Linked DNA regions of Drosophila melanogaster: region 1 is linked to region 2. A link is a contact called in public Hi-C data. All regions are on one chromosome and are shown on one strand. Each heading gives the region's core, a stretch centred on a gene start, on an enhancer-like site or on the middle of the called end of the contact. The rest is flanking DNA. Distances are from core to core; before and after follow the strand shown. Region 1 holds the start of Gga (Golgi-localized, gamma-adaptin ear containing, ARF binding protein). Region 2 holds the start of Aladin (aladin,).

What was found. Hi-C and Micro-C count contacts between places; a contact is called where the count stands out from the background.
Region 1: a Hi-C map of the Kc167 cell line shows a contact between it and region 2, with 2.0 times the contacts expected there. The contact joins the promoter of Gga here to the promoter of Aladin in region 2. A contact is called at or near these places in 8 of 107 Hi-C or Micro-C datasets (the D17-c3 cell line, the Kc167 cell line, the ML-DmBG3-c2 cell line and 2 more).

What each region holds. Positions count from the first base shown.
Region 1 is chrX:9,599,613-9,605,779 of dm6, reverse strand. It overlaps Gga (Golgi-localized, gamma-adaptin ear containing, ARF binding protein), which reads right to left and starts at 4,750. Exons shown (of 5, transcript NM_132343.4): 1 at 4,604-4,750; 2 at 4,369-4,526; 3 at 3,105-3,699; 4 at 2,056-3,035; 5 at 1,500-1,979. The coding sequence starts at 4,640. The coding sequence ends at 1,767. It overlaps Lst8, which reads left to right. Exons shown (of 2, transcript NM_132344.4): 1 at 1-18; 2 at 75-1,626. The coding sequence ends at 902.
Region 2 is chrX:9,269,950-9,276,208 of dm6, reverse strand. Aladin (aladin,) reads right to left here and starts at 2,796. Exons shown (of 4, transcript NM_001298120.1): 1 at 2,298-2,796; 2 at 1,953-2,237; 3 at 1,519-1,895; 4 at 556-1,282. The coding sequence starts at 2,695. The coding sequence ends at 942. Cfp1 (CXXC finger protein 1) reads left to right here and starts at 3,249. Exons shown (of 3, transcript NM_132328.3): 1 at 3,249-3,543; 2 at 3,606-4,293; 3 at 4,355-5,775. The coding sequence starts at 3,320. The coding sequence ends at 5,434. c11.1 (c11.1,) reads left to right here. Exons shown (of 9, transcript NM_001298121.1): 9 at 1-891. The coding sequence ends at 84. snoRNA:CG16892-a (a small nucleolar RNA gene) reads right to left here and starts at 1,495; the gene lies at 1,347-1,495.

The DNA of each region.
Region 1 (6,167 bases), core at 3,501-6,000, 330 kb before region 2:
AGATTCGTGGAGACCTCGGTAGGAATAAACCGATTCGTGCATTTTCCGGTTAACGAACATGCTTTAACTTGCAGCAAGTGAATGCGCTAGACAGGACACCGGATAAGACGCGACTGGCGGCGTGCGGATACCAGTGCATCCGGCTGTACGACCTGGAGTCCAACTGCACCGCACCGGTGATCAATTTCGATGGCGTGCAAAAGAATGTGACGCGACTTGGCTTCCAAGAGGACGGCAATTGGATGTTCACCGCCGGCGAGGATCATCACGTGCGGATCTGGGACATGATTGCCGCACCGCCACACTGTTCCCGGATCTTTGATTGTGAGGCGCCGGTAAATGCCGCCTGTTTGCATCCCAACCAGGTGGAGATCGCCATGGGCTCACAAAATGGCAGCGTCTTTCTGTGGGACGTCAAGTCGGAGCGGCACGAACGCATCGTGCCCGAGGTGGACGCATCCATTCAGGATGTTGCCATCTCGCCGGATGGCAGATACTTGGCGGCGGCCAATAACAAGGGCAACTGCTACATCTGGTCGCTGACCAGTCAGGATCAGAAGATGAGCACGCTGCGGCCGAACAGGAAAATTCCGGCCCACTCTCGCTACATACTGCGCTGCAAATTCAGTCCCGATTCCAGGCTACTGCTGACGACATCCGGCGATGGCACTGTGTGCATTTGGAAGACGGATGACTTTAGCAAATGGCGCGAGCTGTGCATCGAGAACTATTGGGTGTGGGATGCCGCCTTTAGCGCCGATTCTAAATGGCTGTTCACAGCCTCATCCGACGGCATTGCACGACTGTGGAAGCTGCAGACAAAGAGTTCGATTAGGGATTATACTGGTCACACCAAGGCCATCACTGCCCTGTCCTTCAAGGACGAGATCGTGGGCAAATAGCAGTAGTTGTAGTAGTAGTAGTAGTAGCTAGCGGCTAGAGTCTAGGCACTTTGTAAGTGGCTCCTGGTGGCGGATTTTCATTTGGCTTTCCCCAAAGATTGGCCTACTAGTTTTAGTCATTCTACCAATTAGCTGGCTTAAGTCCACACAAAATGAATGGCAATTGTAATGGTTTGTTAAGCATCGCGGTTTTAGTTTCTACTCTTAATTAGACTCAATGTTTTAGTTCAGCTTACGTTTCCCAATTAGATGCATATATATAAAATGGTAATTCATAGTCTCAAAAAAATTGATATCCTTAATGTTTGAAAAACTGCCAGCAGTGCTCATTAATTCACTTCCGAACTTAATTACGATCTATCTTAAGCCAGTTAAATCAACAAATATCTCAGATGTACAATCATCCGCAAAACCGCCAACCCAGCGAGACAATCCGCCAGGAACAAATAATTTGGCATTTTTTGAAACAGTGGGGAGAGTAGCAATGAATCCATATATGGGCAACACGACAACTGAACTGAACTGAAGCATCAACTAAAACAACATCCACACAACAATTGAACAGATTAATGAGAATACCTCTGAAAATGAGCGCTTGGCTTTTGTAGCGACTTTTTCATAATTTATAAACCTTTGATACATAATTATATTACGACTAAATCGTTTGTATGCAAAATGCAATTTGAATAAAAATCTTATCAGCGTACATACACATACAATACAGAAATTGAAAAACCAAAAGTATCTTTAAGATAATGGGGAGCACAACATAGATGCGGGAAAATTGACTGTCTTTCGTTCTTTTCATTTTCCTCCTGCGCTTTCAGTGGACGGGAGCGGGTGATACTTATATGTCGGGGTATTTTAGTCCACATAGTCAATGCCTTTGGCCACAATCGATTCCTTGATGGGATCCGGATCGTCGCCCAGCTTGTAGCCCACAATGCATGTTACGTCCACGGCCTTGCCTGTCGGATTTAGCAGGAGCATCACCTGGTTGATGGGCGTGGCCGGGCGGAAGGGCTTGTGCGGCGGCATTTGGCTGTCCGTCGGCGTCAACAGGCGCACCTTGCAGGGCTGCGGAATAGAATGATAGCTTGTTAGTCCGGTCACCTCGATGACCAGTAATCTTCTCCAGCTCTGATTCGCTCACCTTCTTCACGCTGGCCTCGAACTGAAAGTCGCGCACTGGCTGGCGACTCTTGTTCTGAGCCGATATCACAATCACCGACACACGATGGCCGGGCCGATCGCTGGTGAAGTTCAGACTGAGCTGCATGTCGTCGTCGTCGAGAACGATGCGCTGCTCCCCGGTGGCCTGTATATTGTCCAGTTCCACATTGATTTCGCTTAGCGGCTTGGCCGGCGGTACAACTGTCACTGGAGCCACGACGGCTTCATCCTTCTTTTCCACATCATCGCTGAGTAAAGGAACATCGTCTATGGAATCAACAGTAGCTGTGGCAGTGGCAATAGCAGGAGCACTATCAGAAGCTGGGTCATTAGCAGTCGTTGGCTCCTCTGGCGCCTTTATGTGCATTCGTTCGCGTGCCAAGTCGTTTAGCGTGATCTTCTCGGGATCCCGCTTGAAGCTGGGCATCCGATCCTGGGTGGGCAGGATCTGCTGGAACAGCTCCTCGCTGAGCATATCGATTTGCGGCATCTTTCTGATTGTTTCCGGCACTTTGCTGGCGCTGCCTCCATTGCCATTGGCCAAAGCCTCGGTTGTGGTGCCCTGACTAATGACCTGCGGCTCCAGCAGCGTGGTTGCATTCTGGAATGGCTGACTCTGCTGCTTCGCTTCGCTTTCGGCCAGAGCGCTGCTAAAGATGTCACTTAAATCGGCCAGCGGATTCGAACCGCTAGCCGCGGCATTTGGTAGGCTTGTGGTGGCTGTAGTTGCAGCTTTATTGCTTCCGTCGATGAGCAAATCGCCGAGCAGTTCGTTCAGCAACTGGGCGTTATTGGAGCTAGTGGTGGCTGTGGTCGAGCTGGCCGTCGACTTCACTGAACTAGCTACTGTTGGAGCACTCGTGGTCAAGGCAGCAGCGGTGCTCCTTGTGGGCGATGGCACCAGAAGCTTGTAGCGCTGCATGGTGGCCAGTAGAGCGCAATTGGCATCCAGAGTGTCAGCTGCGAAGGGAGTTGGACGTGTTATATAAAGAGCTAAATGGTGAACCATTCAAGAGGGACCACACCCACCTACAAGCTGCGCATCGGAATCGTCCAGCAGCTGCGGCAGATGCTGAAAGATGGGCTTGTGCTTCTTGCAGCTCTTGTATAGCTCGTGCAGTGTTTCGCTGACGTCCTGGTTGGCGGGATCGTAGGTGTCCAGCATTTGGTTGAGCAGCTGCATCGTCTCCTGCACCTCGCAAAGGACTAGACGATGCTGGGCCAGCAGATCGTTGCGACGCGCCTCCTGTGCCATCCGATACTGCAGCAGTAGATTGGCCCGCTTGAAGTTCTCGGGATTATTGCTCTTGATCAGCTTGGCGAACATGGCCTCGTCAATAGTGCCCAGTACACTCTCCCTTTTGGCCACCGCCGCCTCCGTGGTGCCGTGTTCGATGTCCCCCTCCTTGCGCAACATGTCGTAGGCATCGCGTATCTTCTGACGCTGCGGGAACTCGGTGGTCCACAGCAGTAGGCACTCCATGATCCGCTGCTTCACTTCGTGCGGCGTCTCGGCGCCCTTGTACTTCTTCGATACCAGGCGTATCAGTTCGTTGAGAAAGCGGAATTTGGACGCCTCGTCCTGGAAGTCGTCGCCGCACTGCGTCATGCACTCCTCCAGCAGCTGCAAGCGGTTAACGGGTTAAATCAACATTTACTTTAATTTAGATTACTCATGTTTTAATGGAATTTTACCAATACTAGTGTTTTGATTACTAATGGATGTCACTTTCTGCTCAATCAAGTTATGAAAAAAAGTAACTATTTTACACTGTAAATATTAATGTTTGTTAAAAACATTTAAAATTAAGATATATAATCTAATTCTTTTTCCTCGACAAAAATAAAGCAACAAATATGGTGACAAACCAAAGATAAGAGATTAGGAAAGCTGACAAGTGCAAGCGAAAAACTAGAATAAAAACAATAATAATACTAAGACAAACTAGTAATAATGCAAGTTAATTTATGTTTTGAAAGTTGTCGGATACCAAAAATGCAAATACCGCTAACTGTTGCATATTGTTTTAGCTGCTTTTGCGCCCAGTTGGCCAGGCAATCGCAATTTCGATCGCAAATATTAACAATTGATAACGAAATTGTTGTTGCTAATTCAAACGCAGCCATAAAAGTGCGTGCGTATGTGTGCGCTTTTCGCCCACTGTGCAGCTGCGTGTGTATAGCCCACACATACCCCTTTACCGTTAAGTGGTTGTGGGTGGTAATGTGAAAGGGGGATGTGGGGGTTCGATGCAAAGAAATGGGGTGAAAAGTGCAAAATATAACCGTTTACCGAAATCGCTCGCGTCGCCTCCGTCACATTTGTGGATCGCACCTTGGCCACAATCATCTCCTGCGCCTTGTGCACCAATTGGGCGTTGCTTTTGACCACAATGCAGAACATTTGCACGCCCAGTTCGTCGATTTTCTGTGCCGGATTTGTTGCTCTCTCTGCGTTGCAGGCGAAATGCCGCAAAAAGTGGCTTAGTTATGCTAGTTACGGCGGGCGAATTGGCAGCTGCACTCACCCAGCATCTCCTCCATTATGCTCTCGTCGGTTGTCATTGTGCGGGCTCAATTATATTAACTGGGGGATAAATAATATTTGCGTTGATTTCGAACATCAGACATATTGTTGTTGTTCTTCCGTCGACACTATCGATAGTTTGGCGAGCTTTGCTTTGCTATCGATATATTATCGCCGGTCAGTCGCCGTGTGGCTGAGAATGTCATTTATACTGCAACGAAATACCAACAAGTGATGCCAATTTGATTTACAAGAGTGCACGACGTTGCCACTTGGTTTTTAATGGTTTAATGGTTTTTAACCGTTAAATTCAAAAAGTTTACTTAATTAGGGAAGAAGCAATTCATACGAAATGTTCGTGTATATCCATCAAAACAAACGAACAGCTTTGCAACTGACTGAAAAATGCGTAGTACATGAGTTTTTGCAACCCCATACACGTGTGTAGTGACCCTTTTTATTTCATTCATTTCTACCACCATTGCATGTACAAGACCATCTTATGTAAGTATATGCAAGCACGTGGGCTGGCTGTGTGTGCGTGGGCAGCAACCTGTGGCCATTTCACCTTAAGTTAACCTTTCGCCAGGACATCGCGCAGGCGTACGAAATTGGCTGGCTATAATTAGAAGCACTTGCATCATCATCTTGACGGGGAACTGGAATTCGGTGCCCCAAACGGTTCACGTGGTGGTGGGGTCATGGTGGTTTCATACCCATTAGCCGTGGTGTAGTACAGGCTTACTGGACAGTTCGAATGGAATTGTATCCAAAGTTGCCACATAGTTAATAAAAAATCCATTTAGGCGACGTTCTCTTTTCTCATGAGCTGCAAAGTGTGCTACAATATATTTTCAGGACAGCAGTTCACACTATATGTACTATGGTTATTTCACACTATATTTTCTAATTTAGATGCAGAAGTTTGGTTGAATATATACCATTAAATATGGATCTATAATATGTAAGCCTTAAGCTAGGCAGCATAACTTGTGTGGCGGGTATCTCAAGGTCGTGGCACCCGACTATTGCGTTCTTTTTTTGTTTTTTTTTTTATCGTATTTTCTGTGTTTGGCAACACGTGCGGCACTCACACACACACACTCGCGTAGGAGGCTCGTCGCCGGCCTGCGCATGTGTGTTGGTGTGTCGGTGTGGGCCCGCTCTTTCGCGCGCTCTCTCAATCTCAATCGGTCTGGCTAAAACTGTTATACCAAAACCAGTTTACATGCGCCGACGCGTATAACAAAAGCCTCTGTCGACGCCGCCGCTTCTGCTCAAAAAGGACAAACTCAAGGGCAAAACTCAAACGCACACTGAGGTCTAGAAGACCAGCGAGCAACAACAATTACGGCGTGTGCCTTGTAGCAATTTCGTGCGGCTGACTTTGATAAGTTCGCCTTGATTACCATACTCGGGCATATGCATATAAGTATGTATACATATGCTCATGGGTTTTACGTAGTGGACTGGACCCTATACTATACTATACTGCTAGATTACACAATCGTTCCCGGTTTTTCATTCTATCAACTTATTCCGTTGCCACTCCCACGCAATTTGTT
Region 2 (6,259 bases), core at 1,547-4,046:
ATTGCCGTGCTGCTCAAGGACGAACAGGCGCTGGTGCGGATGAGGGCAGCCACTGCTCTGGGTTACTTCTTTGGGGACATCTAGAGCATCCAAGGGACCAACTCGATTAATTAGATGTGCAGTTATGTTGTGTGTGTTTGTAAATTATGACTTAGTATTGCTCCAAGTGTGATCCCTTTGCCTCAGCAATCGTTCCCTTATTATGTTTGATATTTAACTCTTTGTTTTGTTATGTAATCGAAAGTCACGTTATATACTATCTGTATACACATAGCATTATTTATATATTTATATTTCCATGTTAATGCGGAGCGTTTTGCAGCTTTAAGACAGTTGGAAGTTATAGGAACTCGTATTCGACCGAAGACTTTGTTACGGACAATAATTACTTCATATTATACTGAGTCTATTCAAAATTACCTTGGCTTTTTGAGGTTCATAAAAATTAAAGAAAAAAATAACTACTATGATTCCACAGCAAAAATACGTTGTCAAAAATTGATTGTATTCCATTAAGGAAGTGGTATTTTATTAAAAATATTAATAAATCCTTATAAGCGTAATCAGATATTTTATTTGATTCTTTATATAAATTGCAAAACAATTGCTGGACCAATTTTAAGCAAAAATAATAAATTAGGAATTGTTCTCGAATTGATTCAATTACCTTAAAGGTGTAAAACGCTTTGTCCATTTCAATCAAATCTGTAAAAAAGAGATAAATGTGGGGGTGTGGCAATGGTACTGTTTGCTTGTAAAAGTCAATTACCTGCCACATTACAGATATACTTTCAAGTGCCACAGACTCACACCTTTGAATTTATCTCAATCCCCTACCATTGTTGGATTCCAAATTAAGGTTAACCTGTTTAACTGTGTATTAACGCTTACAAAAACCAAATCAAAAAATGTATTACTATGAAAATCACTAAGCTTTAAGATCAGTCGAAGGCGTAGTACTGGATGCGGCCCGACGACCAGGCGATCGTCAGCACGGAGCGATCGTTATCCTCGTAGAGTGGCTGGAAGCAGATGAAGCTCGGGTGCTCCGCCGCCGTCTCGCCGCTCAGATAGTAAGCCGCCGAAATCTGCAGATCGAACTTCTGTATGAAGGTGCGGAAGACGGCGATGCAGTTGGTCGCCTTGAATGTGACTACCAGATAATTGCCATGCGGATCCCAAGCAAGCTGCTGGGCGGGACCACCGACAAGCGTGCGATTCGCATCAATGCTACAAGCATTTAGATCTGCAATGGGCAGGATTTCCTTCTCATCCGCCGAAGCTGCAAGGAGATACAAAAACGGAATATGTTAAATATCAACTAGTACATTGGTACCGGTTTTTGTTTTTGTAGTCAGCATTATACAGGCGGTCTGTAAGCTGCAACAGCCGCCAACCTGTTACTGACTGCTTTGATCTGGGGCAGCCCCAAATCGCACCCTTGTATCTGACCACCGTTTCAGTTCAGACACTGGGAGCAGACTGCCCTGAATACGTACTCAAAGCTTTCGTACTTACAGGATAGCAGACTCTGTTGCACGAACTGCAGGCGGTAGAGAATCGGTTCGGCACTGCTGACGAAGAGCAGGAAGCGACCGCAGGGCGACCAACAGGCTGTTTGGACATAGCCTCCGGGACCGCACACCCATCGCTCGGTGGTCCATTGCTGGTGGCAGTTCCACACGCGGAACACCCGATCCACGGTGGCTGCGAACAGCCAGTCATTATCCGGCGACCACTTCAGCAGCGAGCCCGGCGGACCCAAACGCTTGAGTGGCTGCATCATTCCGGTGTCCGGCTGCCAGATAATAATGGAACGATCTCCTATTGAGGCGGTGGCCAACTGGGTGCCATCCTTGTTCCACTGCATCGAGGTTATTGGCAGATTGTTTGGGCTAAAAGGGAAAATAAGTTATGTATTTACCAACTAACGATAAATTTTCTATACTGACTATTTAAAAATCTCGCTGGGTGCATTTGTGCGTCCCAAATGCAAAGTGCTGTCCACTTCCCAGAAACACAGACCCTGCCGACAACCTATCACGATCTCGGAAGCGCAGAGTGGACGCCACGCCATGCAGGTGATCTGCGTTTGGGATGGACTCTTTAAAACAGTGGCAGTGGTCGCACTGGAACTCTTTGTGTAGATGCGCACCACATCGTCTACACCGGCTACGGCTAAGCAAAAGAAGTGCTGATTCCAGGCAAGATAGCGCACATCGCTGTTGAGCCAATCCCTGAATGAATGGGACAGTAAGGTTTAGGTATTATTGGTCAGTTGGCTGCGCCCCACCCACCTGGTCTCCACGAACTGAGCAATACGCTCTGCACTAAGCTGCTGGGTGTGCGGGAGGATCCTCAGGCCGGTGGCCAGGCCCAGAAATTGTGCGATTAAATCACCCGCCTGGGCAATAAGCGGCGCCTGCTCCCTGGTCTCTGGGCTGCGTGCCTCCTCCAGCGTCTTCCAGAATCCGCCATTAAAGAAGCTGCGAGCTATGCGCTTTAGGACACCCTCATTCACAGATACGAAGCTCTGTCCGCCGTAGTACCGCTGACCAGCCGGATTGGCCAGAAGTTCGCTGTTCAGGTTTATCTGCGGATAGCGTTCCAGCTCTGGGATGTGATTGTGCCGCAGCGCCAGATCCGGCAGCGTGGAGAACGGCGGACACTGTTTTAGGTTGCTCAGGGCCGCCATAATTGCAGACTATTCACATTCAATTCAGTTCAGTTGAGAAAAAATGGTAACGAAATACAAAGAAAAAACCGCGCGGTTATTAGAGGTGAGAAAAAGCCGACAATGTCAGTGGTAATTCGATGCTTAATTTTTCTATCGATGTTTAATTTTACGAAACTTCGAAAATACTGGGCCGCGGCAAAATCTTAAAGATTATCGAAAAATAAAAATTAGGTATATATAAAGTAACAATCTTTTGTAGGTTTTATATTCACGTTGTTTCTCTTTCAAGAACTCTATTTAATCTCATAGATCTCGAACACACTATCGTTTGTTATTAAGACTATGGAATTAGTTCTCTCGATATAAGTGTTACGAAGCATTTTATATTTATACACAGCTTACAATAAATACCTAAAATTGTTTTTATTGTATAGTCATACATCAATTAAAATCTACAACGTAGTTTTATGCTAAATATTATATATTTTATTAGGCCAGAACCTATCGATTGTCTGCAATACATTATTAGTAGGCTATCGATATCCTTTCATTCACCATCTCCATCGCAAAAAAAAATTCCATGAAACTTAATTGACGGATTTGGATTTGGACTGGATTTGTTGTCGGAAAGATTGCTGCGAGATGACGGACAAGCGCAAATATAAGAAGACCGTAAGTTTCACCCGCTGCACGGCAATCATATTTTTAACTACAAAGGAGGTTTCCAAACAGAAAGAGGAAATCAGGCGGGAGATCGCACGGGAATTTGATTTGCCTGAGCGCAAGTCCAAGATAGCCACCATTCTAAAGCAGGAAGACCAAGCGTACTGCATATGCCGCTCCTCCGACTGCTCCAGGTTCATGATGTGAGTTGAATGGCCTTAAAGGGCTAGATCCCGGCTAACTACTTGTACCCTTCGCTTTCCAGAGGCTGCGATGGTTGCGAGGAGTGGTACCACGGCGACTGTATAGGGATCACCGAGAAGGAGGCTAAACACATCAAACAGTACTACTGCCGGCGCTGCAAAAAGGAGAATCCCGAACTACAAACCATATTCCGCCTGGTGGCCACCGAACGGGCAGCCGCATCGAACGCCGCCTCTACAAGTCTCAATGCCCCGGGCGTAGGTCCATCGGGAGCTGCGCCTGCTGCTGCACCGGTGGCGTCCGCAACAACCAGCCAGCAAGCGCCGCCACCGACCACTGCGGCAGCGAAGCGCAAAAACAGCAGCGCCCGAGAACCAAAGATGGGCAAACGTTGTGGTACCTGTGAGGGATGCCGGCGTCCCAATTGCAACCAGTGCGACGCGTGCCGCGTTCGCGTGGGCCACAAGCCGCGCTGCATATTCCGCACCTGCGTTGTCCAGGCGGCGACGGTCTTAAAGGAGTCGCAGGCAACTCAAGCCGGCCCAAGTAGGAAGCGGGAAAAGGCGGCACCCAAGAGTCGCAATGTCCAAGTGGGCCCGCGGGCGGCCAGTCCGGAGATATTCCTCAATCCGGAGCTACAAGGCATCCGGCAGTGCTACGGACCCAATTGCTGCTCCCATGCGAGACCGCAGAGCAAGTACTGCAGCGATAAGTGTGGCTTCAATCTGGCCACAAAACGCATCTTCCAGGTTAGTTTCATTTTTTGGCCAGACTATGACAATTAAACACCAAAGTCCTTTACACTCTCAGGTTCTGCCGCAACGACTGCAAGAGTGGAATCTAACGCCCAGCCGCGCCGCCGAGGAAACACGCAAGCATCTTGATAACATTCGTCATAAGCAGTCCCTGGTGCGTTTCGCACTTGCCGAGCTAGAGAAGCGCTCCGAAGAGCTCAACATGGTGGTGGAGCGAGCCAAACGAAGCTCCATTGATACATTGGGGTCACAAGACACCGCCGACATGGAGGACGAACAGAGCATGTACTGCATCACCTGTGGCCACGAGATTCACTCGCGCACTGCCATCAAGCATATGGAGAAGTGCTTCAACAAATACGAATCGCAGGCCAGCTTCGGGAGCATATTCAAAACGCGAATGGAGGGAAACAATATGTTTTGTGATTTCTACAATCCGGCAAGTAAGACTTACTGTAAGCGATTGAGAGTATTGTGTCCGGAGCACAGCAAGGATCCGAAGGTGAACGATACGGATGTGTGTGGTTCGCCCTTAGTGAACAACGTCTTCAATCCCACGGGCGAGTTTTGTCGTGCGCCAAAGAAGAATTGCTTCAAGCACTACGCCTGGGAGAAGATCCGGCGTGCTGAGATAGATCTGGAGCGTGTGCGTCAATGGCTCAAGATGGACGACCTGATGGAGCAGGAGCGCGTGATGCGGCAGCAGCTCACCTCGCGAGCGAACCTGCTCGGCCTGATGCTGCACTCCACCTACAACCACGAGGTGATGGACGAGCTGGTGCGCAAACAGCAGGAGCATCTGGTAGAGTTCGAGAAGCAGAGGCGACGCCTGGCTCACCAGCAACAAATACAAACACAGCAGAAACAGTACCAGGAAAAGCAGAAGCTAATGTTGCAGCAACAACAGCAACAGCAACAACAGCAGCAGCAACAACAACAGCAGCAACAACAGCAGCAGCTGCAACAACCACAGCAGCAGCAACAACAGCAGCAGCAACAACAGCAGGAGCAACAGCAACTGCAATTGAAGCCACATCATCTGCAGCAACTTCAACTTCAACTGTTGCAGCAGCAGCAAAAGAAGGCCCAAATACCACAGAAAACTCAAATTATATACCTGCAGAAAAAAACATAGATTTGTAGTCCCCTAATCATAGCAAGAACTAACAATAAACTGACGTCCAAGAAATATTTTTCTACGACAGTAATCTTTGGACTTACCCGACGCAAAGTTTCTAGTGTCGCCTTTCTCCTGGCAACCGCATAACACGCTCGCCAGCTGTTGGGTCCGCTTCCCGGCCAGTAGTAGGTTGCTACGCGCCGGGATCGGCGGTACGCCCATGTTTGTTATTGAAAACTAAGCATCAAATATGCATTTATTGATAGCAACATGCTATTAATACATTAGGCCAGCTCAACCGTGGATATCATTCACATGGATTACATTAGCACACACCTTAATATTAGTTTATTAGCTGGATTCAAGTTATTTATAATTTCTATATACGATTTGTTTTCTGTTCATTGTTAGTTTGTATTTAGAAATAATCTAGAAAATAAGTTAGCATATTAAATACATTTTCTTAAGCTGTAGGCTTTTTTTAATAATGCAGGTTAATATTACTGCATTAAACAAAGTCATGAAAAAAAGAATACTCTACGCTCAACATATTTTGAAGATCATATAGACATAGGCCACCGAGTCCGGGTTTTGATATCCGAAACAATGGTTCCGGGTAAATGAAGAGCGGGGGGCAACCATTGGAAACGGCAGGACCTTGAAAACGATGGAGGCTATGGATTAGAGTGGGCATGCTGTAGTTGGGAGCCAAAAGGAATGTCAGGACGCACAAGTGCAGTGGAAATTTCAAGCGAGTCTGAACGAATCCGGCTACCCGGGCAATCAAGTAGTCGTGGCGATTTGTGACTGTTCCCCCAGACGAACTGTCAAAAATGCCAG